2 separate regions of the Mus musculus genome follow, and region 2 is linked to region 1. The links are chromatin contacts, called in public Hi-C maps. All regions are on one chromosome and are shown on one strand. The core of a region is the stretch at or near the end of the contact, and the rest is flanking DNA. Distances in the headings are between cores, read along the strand shown.

Evidence for each region. Hi-C and Micro-C count contacts between places; a contact is called where the count stands out from the background.
Region 2: a Hi-C map of bone marrow-derived macrophages shows a contact between it and region 1, with 23 read pairs. The contact joins two enhancer-like sites. A contact is called at or near these places in 1 of 15 datasets of contacts at CTCF or cohesin (large pre-B cells), 3 of 484 Hi-C or Micro-C datasets (bone marrow-derived macrophages, embryonic fibroblasts and embryonic stem cells) and 11 of 115 datasets of contacts at active chromatin or transcription factors (bone marrow-derived macrophages, differentiating embryonic stem cells, double positive thymocytes and 5 more).

What each region holds. Positions count from the first base shown.
Region 1 is chr14:30,123,327-30,127,122 of GRCm38.p6, forward strand. Cacna1d (calcium channel, voltage-dependent, L type, alpha 1D subunit) reads right to left here. Exons shown (of 47, transcript NM_001083616.2): 12 at 1,456-1,616; 13 at 1-218. Among named protein-coding and RNA genes, the nearest start is that of Gm52106, 52 kb to the left of the region's middle. Within about 2 kb of position 1,880, at least 68 of the 459 cell types and tissues checked have an H3K27ac peak or open chromatin away from gene starts, as enhancers often do. A contact at or near this core is called in bone marrow-derived macrophages, where this site is marked.
Region 2 is chr14:30,433,415-30,437,341 of GRCm38.p6, forward strand. It overlaps a transcript of Cacna1d not described here. Among named protein-coding and RNA genes, the nearest start is that of 4831407H17Rik, 23 kb to the right of the region's middle. Within about 2 kb of position 2,502, at least 32 of the 459 cell types and tissues checked have an H3K27ac peak or open chromatin away from gene starts, as enhancers often do. A contact at or near this core is called in bone marrow-derived macrophages, where this site is marked.

The DNA of each region.
Region 1 (3,796 bases), core at 630-3,129:
TTTGAAGATTCTCAGGAGGCGCACACACCGGAACACGGAGACCCCCAGGGGAGACATGAGCTCCAGTTCCACCAGGATGGTTTCGGTGATGCCCCCACACACCACAAAGCAATCGAAGCGGTTGAAGAGGGAGACAAAGTAAGCCTGGAGGCCCAGGCTGTACATCTTCACCAGCATCTCACAGGTGAACAGAGCCAAGAGGACTTTGTTTGCGATGTCTGGAAAGGCAAGGGGCCGGTGTATTTTGAGTCTCCCTCTGGCTCTCCGTCTTCCTTCACCTTCCCTTTATCAGTGCCCACGGCAGATGTAGATGGCCTTATCCTGTCTCCTTGCTGCACCAGCAACGGGGAACATCCTTGTTGTTGGGCACACCCCAGCTATGAGTCTGTACAAGTATTCTGCTTTTTTTTCCTACAACTCAATTTCACCGACTATAAAATGGTAGAAGTGCTCACTATGTGAATTTCTGGACTTCTCACCACTAAACTCTTTGAAGATTTTGCATTAAGATCATACTATGCTTTTTTAACACTCCTATCTCCATACATACTTCCTCATACACAAAGACAAAATAAATAAATAGATAAACAATTGAAACCAACATTGATGAGTAACCTCTTATAGCACCCTAGGGTCAGGTTTTAGTTTTTATTTATTTTTGCTACCTGTATGGGGGACTGTGTATGTGTGTATGATGAACACATGCATGTAGGGGTGACCATATGCTGGCGCCAGATAAGATGTTGCATGTTCTGCTGTATCCATCTCTGCCATATTCCCCCGAGATACCCTCTCCCTGAACCCAAGCTAGTCCTAGTGATCCTCTCTACCCCAAGGAGCTGGGGTTCCAGACATACATTGCCAGGCCTAGCTTTTCACACGGGTGTTCTGCGGACCTGAAGTCAGCCCTTCATGCTTACACAGCAGTTACTCTGCTTACCCAGTCATCTCCAAAGTTCCAAAGTGTGTGTGTGTGTGTGTGTGTGTGTGCACGTGTGTGTGTGTAACAAAAAATGATGTCCCACAGGCTGAGAGTAGCAGAAGCGAATATACAGAAGGACAGCTCAAGAATTCTAAACTGTCCGGTCTAGAACGGGCTCTTTTGGAGATGGCCTCTATGTACCCCTGTTCTAGTCACTTAAAGTAGCAGAATCAAAATTACTGACCAAATATACTAAAGTGAGGGTAACTCTTCCAATATGGCAGGGAGAAGTGCCTCTCAATTCCAAAATTCCTTGGTCCTGGGCTATCTCAAGTTTGGGGCCTAAGTTAGCGGACACTGCATGGTGTGAGCTGTACATCTGTCCCAGGGCTTGCTTGAGTCTGAATGGTTCTTTACCATCTCAGTTAGTCCTACTAACTTATTCTACCACAGCTGGATACTGACCAGCAGTTAGCAGTTAGCTACTGACAAGCATCTCAAATTCAGAACAGAAGAACACCTTCCGGCCATACCTTGAATCTGTGTCAGCCAGTCTGGCTGATTGTAATGCTCAGAGGAAATAGTTAAAGTGTTGAGAAACACCAGGACAATCACCAGCCAGTAAAACGTGACAGACTTCACGGCAGCCCTGCACCTCCTGCGATTGAACCGGTTCCAGCGACGCCATCGACGGCTGAAAAACAAGCAAACGTTGCTCCCTAGACCATGGGTGAGTATGGCATCTCAGAGGCCGACCAACTTTACTGAGTAATAAAGGCTGACTCTATAGCGTAGGCAGGAAAGACAGGACCCAGCAGCACAGAAGTGAAGAAGAGGCCCCATGATGTAAACTGCTGGTCTGAACATATAGCTCTAAAAAGTATAATTGTGAAGGAATCGTGCTCTCACTTCCCCTCCGCTGGCTATAAATAACTGCAGGGTCTGACATATGCAGCCTGCAAGTGGGTTAGAGAACCCAGACATCCACAGACTCACGAGCAGATTCAAGGCTGCACCGGTACACACACGAAGCTCTTGTAGGCACCGTGTAGCTTGTGATCTGTGGAGGTCGGTGGGGCAGGACCACTCAGCTTAGTATATGTGTCTTGTGTAGCAGCTTAGTCGTTACAGAGAAACGATTTGACAGAGAAAAACAGTCCGTGGCCATAGCTTTCTGTTTAGGGAAGCCTTTAATCCTTTCTCAGGTCTCTGCCGTTCCTCTGGCGCCTCGTAGGTGTCAAAGCTGAGTGGGACATGTGTCTTCGTGCTGAGTCACCAGGTGCCCTTCCTAACTAGCAATGCTCAAAATATACCTTTAGGAGAACATCCAATATTGAGTCGTGTTTTCATAAAAATAAAATGAGCAGAACCAAACAGACATGTGACATGTCCCCGCCCACCTTCCCGTCTCTGTTTGTAATTAGAGGAAGACATTTTCTCCCTCTGCCTGTCTCCTTGTGGAAAACATTCTCCATCTCCTTGCCACAAGAGGACAGTTACGGACCACAGACCTAGAATCCAGGAACGAACCAGCCAGGCTGCAAAGTCCCTTTTCTCCTGGCCTTGCTTGCCTCAGTGTCTGGGAGGAGGGCACTTCCTCTAGGTATGACTTAGGAGGAAAATCTAAGCTGCCTCAATGTAGCCCCAGCTGGCTACATTGTAGCCCCGGCTGACTTGGCTGTGTTGCTATGTCAAACACATAGAACCCAGGAAGGCTGCAAAGGACAGGCTTTGAGTAGATCTGGATCCAGCAAGTTGTGCCTTGTTTTTATTCTGCTCTGCAGTTTTCAATGGGACAAATGGCACAGATAACTCTACTGAGGACTCTTAATAGCTCACAGCTGAGTTTCCTGGGATACATGATCCCATACACATAAGTAAGGTGGTCCCAAAATGCTATGCTTGGTGGGTCTACCTTGTACAGCAGTGATAAGCTACATGTGACTTCAACATCGAAGACCTCAGTGCTGTATCCCCTGGAAATGTGTAACACCACCAGCCTGACTCTCCTGGGCTCGATTATGTGTGGGTGGTATGAAAGTCTGCACTCCTGAACACTGGCTATGTAGGTGTCTGGTGCCGGTAACTGGAGATGCATATGGTACAGTTCCAGGGTTGGTGGCCTTGACAGGCATGAAGGGTGGTGGACAAATGACAACTGCAAAATTTACACCAAGTCTAGTCCCAGCTTTAAGAGAAGGGCTGGACCTCAATGATTAAGAGATTTCCTGAGGCAATTGAAAGTCTTCACGGAGGACACTCCAGGCCAAAGACCCTGGAGACGAAGGCACCAAGGCAAGACACCTATGAGGACAGGTCAGTCCAGAATGGCTACAGAGCAGGGGAGGAGTCCAGAGGAATGTTAAAGGCTGAGGCAGGGGATGAGAGGCAGATGCTAAACTAGGAAACAGGGCTGTGGTCTTTTGTAACAGAGACCCACAAAACAACTCTGTACTGGCTAGTTTTGTGTCAACTTGACACAGCTGGAGTTATCACAGAGAAAGGAGCTTCAGTTGAGGAAATGCCTCCATGAGATCCAACTGTAAGGCATTTTCTCAATTAGTGATCAAGGGCGAAAGGCCCCTTGTGGGTGGGACCATCTCTGGGCTGGTAGTCTTGGTTCTATGAGAGAGCAGGCTGAGCAAGCCAGGGGAAGCAAGCCAGTAAAGAACATCCCTCCATGGCCTCTGCATCAGCTCCTGCTTTCTGACCTGCTTGAGTTCCAGTCCTGACTTCCTTGGTGATGAACAGCAGTATGGAAGTGTAAGCCGAATAAACCCTTTCCTCCCCAACTTGCTTCTTGGTCATGATGTTTGTGCAGGAATAGAAACCCTGACTAAGACAAACTCATTAAGTTTTATTCAGACTCAGGTT
Region 2 (3,927 bases), core at 1,252-3,751, 310 kb after region 1:
TAACAAAACACCCAAGCAATGCCACTGCACCAGCCAGAGCCCAACGGAAAATCAGAACACACATTTCCAATGTGGGGTAACAAGTACAGGGAATGTATCCACAAGTGACGGGACACCTAAGGAGTCCAGCACCATGACATTATCAGTGACAAGAGCTCGTCAGCCTTGATCTTGACAGGTGTCAGCAGGCAATGGCCCAATGACCTAATTGCTAAACCCAGCCCAGCACCAATTCTTAGAAATAATTTTTTTTAGATTTATTTATTTTATATATGTGAGTACACTGTCACTGTCTTCAGACACAGCAGAAGAGGGCATCAGATCCCATTACAGATGGTTGTGAGCCACCATGTAGTTGCTGGGAATTGAACTTAGGACCTCTGGAAGAGCAATCGATACTCTTAACCACTGAGCCATCTGTCCAGCCCCAGAATTATATTATTGAAGCATAGACACATCTGTCCAAAGGATTGCATAAAGTGTAACAGAGAGGGTATGACCTACAAAGCCTAAAATACTTATTCCTTGTCCCTTCACAGTGCTAACCCTTACGACAGAGAGGCCAAGAGAGAAAGCGAGCTATGAAATTGGATGGACAGTAGTCACTTACCAGAAGCTTGACTCATAGTACGCCTGCTCCAAATCTGACTCAGCCATTGCCTTTTCCAGAGATAGTGCTCAAGACAGGGCTAGGGGAGTGGAAGGGTGATATGATGGTTTATATATGCTTGGCACAGGGAGCGTCACTATTAGGAAGTGTGGCCTTGTTGGAGTGGGTGTGGCCTTGTTGGAGTGGGTGTGGCCTTGTTGGAGTGGGTGTGGCCGTCACTGTGGGCCTTTAAGACCCTAGTCCTGGCTGCCTGGAAGTCAAGCTTCTCCTGTTTGCCTCCAGGACAAGATGCTGAACCCTCAGCTCCTTCTGTGCCTGCCTGGGCACTGCTGTGCTCTGCCTTGAGGATAACGGACTGAACCTCTGAACCTGTAAGCCAGCCCCAATTAAACGTTGCTCTTTCTAAGAGTTGCTTTGATCATGGTATCTCTTCACAGCAGTAAAGCCCTAGCTAAAATGGGGAAATACTTGGCTGTACGCTCCAATCTTTTCTCAAGCAGCTCCTTCCACTTACCAAGCCAGCTGAGACAAAAGCCAAAACGCACAACCCGAGGGTGGCAGCTACCTGCAGTACAAAGCAGAACTGCAGAAACACAAGCAGTAGATCTGAGACCAAATCTAACCAAGAAGTACACACATCTCAGAGAAAACCTCTACCACTGCCCTAAGACACAGGACAAGCCTGCTCTTGCAGCATTTGTTAGTAAGGAATAACACCGGAAACTCCCAAAGTCTCCGACAACAGGACAATGGCTTAACCACTGTGCTACAAGACTACACAACAGTGGAATAAATGAACTTCAGCTAGATAGAACATCTGAATCCCATGTGTGTGTGTGTGTGTGTGTGTGTGTGTGTGTGTGTGTGTGTGTGTGTTTGTGTGTAAATCAATAGCGTACTATAACCAGGCGTTGTGGTGGCACACCTATAAACCCAGTACTTAGAAGGCAAGAAGATCATGAGTTCCTGCATGACATAGTAAAAACACAACTCAAAAAATAAAATAATTTACCCACAATTCAAAAATGCACAACTAAATAAACATCATTTTCATATTTAAAATCTATAAAAAATGAGGAACAGAATATAGTTGAAAGGTTGGGAGAGCAGAAGTGCTTAATAGTATTGGTTAATTAAAACTTTATAATTAAATTAGGCACGGTCTCCACTGACATTCATTTTAATATTCTTCTCACAACTTACCCATTTTTTTTATACTTTGATACATGTTTACATCTTTAATTCTGTTCTTCCCTTAGGTATTTCAAAGACTGCTAAAGGAAAGCTAGTCCTTTGCATTCAATGACATAAAGAAAAGGCGGTATGACAAAACCCATGTTACCAAGACACCCACTGGGCTGTCCCTAACCATAATTATAATGTAGACAAAATCCGTCTTGAAATCTCATTCTCCCTTGGGCGAGGACATCTAGAAAAGCCCAGATACATTTTGGAAGGGGAAGTAGAGAGGATTGTGAAAGATACAAAGTGTTGCCACGCAAAGTCTCTATGTGTAACAGGATGCTGCAGGGGCTGAAGGAGCCAGCAATTTCACAATGACAGTGACCCACATGAGGGTCTGGTTCCAAGTTCTGTAAAGCAGAAATGGAAATCACCAGGATCTCTGAGAAGAAGAAGGGACATGGAAGGGGACATTGTCCCCTTGAAGAGGGGATTAGGAGGAGCCGTCACCTTTTTTTTTTTTTGAGATTTGTTTTATTTTTGTACATGTGTGCATGTGCATATATGTGTGTGTACAAGTGTGTGTACATGTATGTGTCTCTTTGTGTATGTGTGCATGTGTGTATACATGTGCATGTGTGTACAAGTGTGTGTGTGTGTGTGTGTGTGTGTGTGTGTGTGTGTGTGTGTGTGTGCCTGCGGAGGCCTGCAGAGGACAATGAATCCCCTGAAGCTGGAATTTCCCTCTGTGAGTTGTGAGTTGTCCTATGTGGGTGCTGAGAACTGAACTTGGGTCCTCCAAGAAGAACGGTATGCACTCTTAGCCACTGAGCCATCTCTCTGACCCCAAGGTACCTTTATTTTCTGACACTTGGGATAGCAGTTGTGTCTGTGATTCATTATATGACCTTGAACAGGCCACTTCTAATCATGTCTCAGGTTCTAGTCTCTGTAACAAAAGTCCACCTTCTTTCAAGGTATGATTTTCTCCCTCTCCTCGAGGGAGAGATAGTTCACTAGTAAGGATCCTCCTCCACTCGGGCCTGACTGTGGATGGGCCCATTCTTATGTGGACCTAGTGCAGACATCCAGACCTGCTGTGGCTTTCTGACTGGAAGGGCTGTGTTTTGCCCATGAAAGGCTATTACACAGCCCTTCTCGTTCTCTGCTTTCCCATTCTTTCACCCTCGCATTCACAGTGTTCCTTGAGCCTTAGTATGGGATACATGACTTGGCTACAACTCAATGCCTTGTATCATGAATTTCTGTGCTCATCACCATTTGCTAGAGAGAGATTTTTTTTCTAATTAATGCTGAGAGTAACGTTTATCTATGGTATCAACATAAATCTCCAGAGGGCTACTTGACATGCCATATCAATTTGGCTAAACAACGTTATTCAATTCCCACATAGGGCCTGATCTTCCACCATGAGCTTTTTTAACCAGGTTTCCAGTATCAGAGATGTATTCCCTCCAGTGGAGTGGGGTTCAAATCCAACCAGAGAGCAGTTGGTTACTCCTGTGCCTGTGGTGCCACTATTGCACAAGTGCGCACATCTTTCTTGGTAGTTTAATCTCTAGAGACCAAGTAAACAGTAATAACAACAACAAAATAGATTTGCTTCTTTTCTCGTTCCTTAAAAAATGATCTCTCTTGAGAATGCATTTGGCATCCGATGGTCTTGTCTAGTAATGGCTGAAAATATGAAAACATTGTGTCACTGCTCCATGCCCTTCGTAGTGTCAGACAGAAAATCTGCTGCCCTTTAAACTTTAAATGGAGAGTTTAAAACTTTTTTCTTGTTTTTCAGAAGTTTAATTACAAGTCTTGATAAATATTTCTTTGTGTTTATTTTATCAGAGTTTACTCAATTCTTGAATATGTAGGTTTTTCTCCCTAGCCAAACTTTTTCGGTAAGTTCTTAGCAACTGCTATTACTTCTTATGAACGCACATCAACAACATCCCCTTCCTCCTCTCCTTATAGAACTCTCATGATACAAGTGTTCATTTTCTTGTTAATGTCCTGAAGGTCTCTAAGGCTCTGATAAATTTTTTTCAATCTATTTTCTTCTAATGGTTCAGATAATTAAATTCTATCAGCTCATTTTCAATTTATGAGTTCTGTTCACT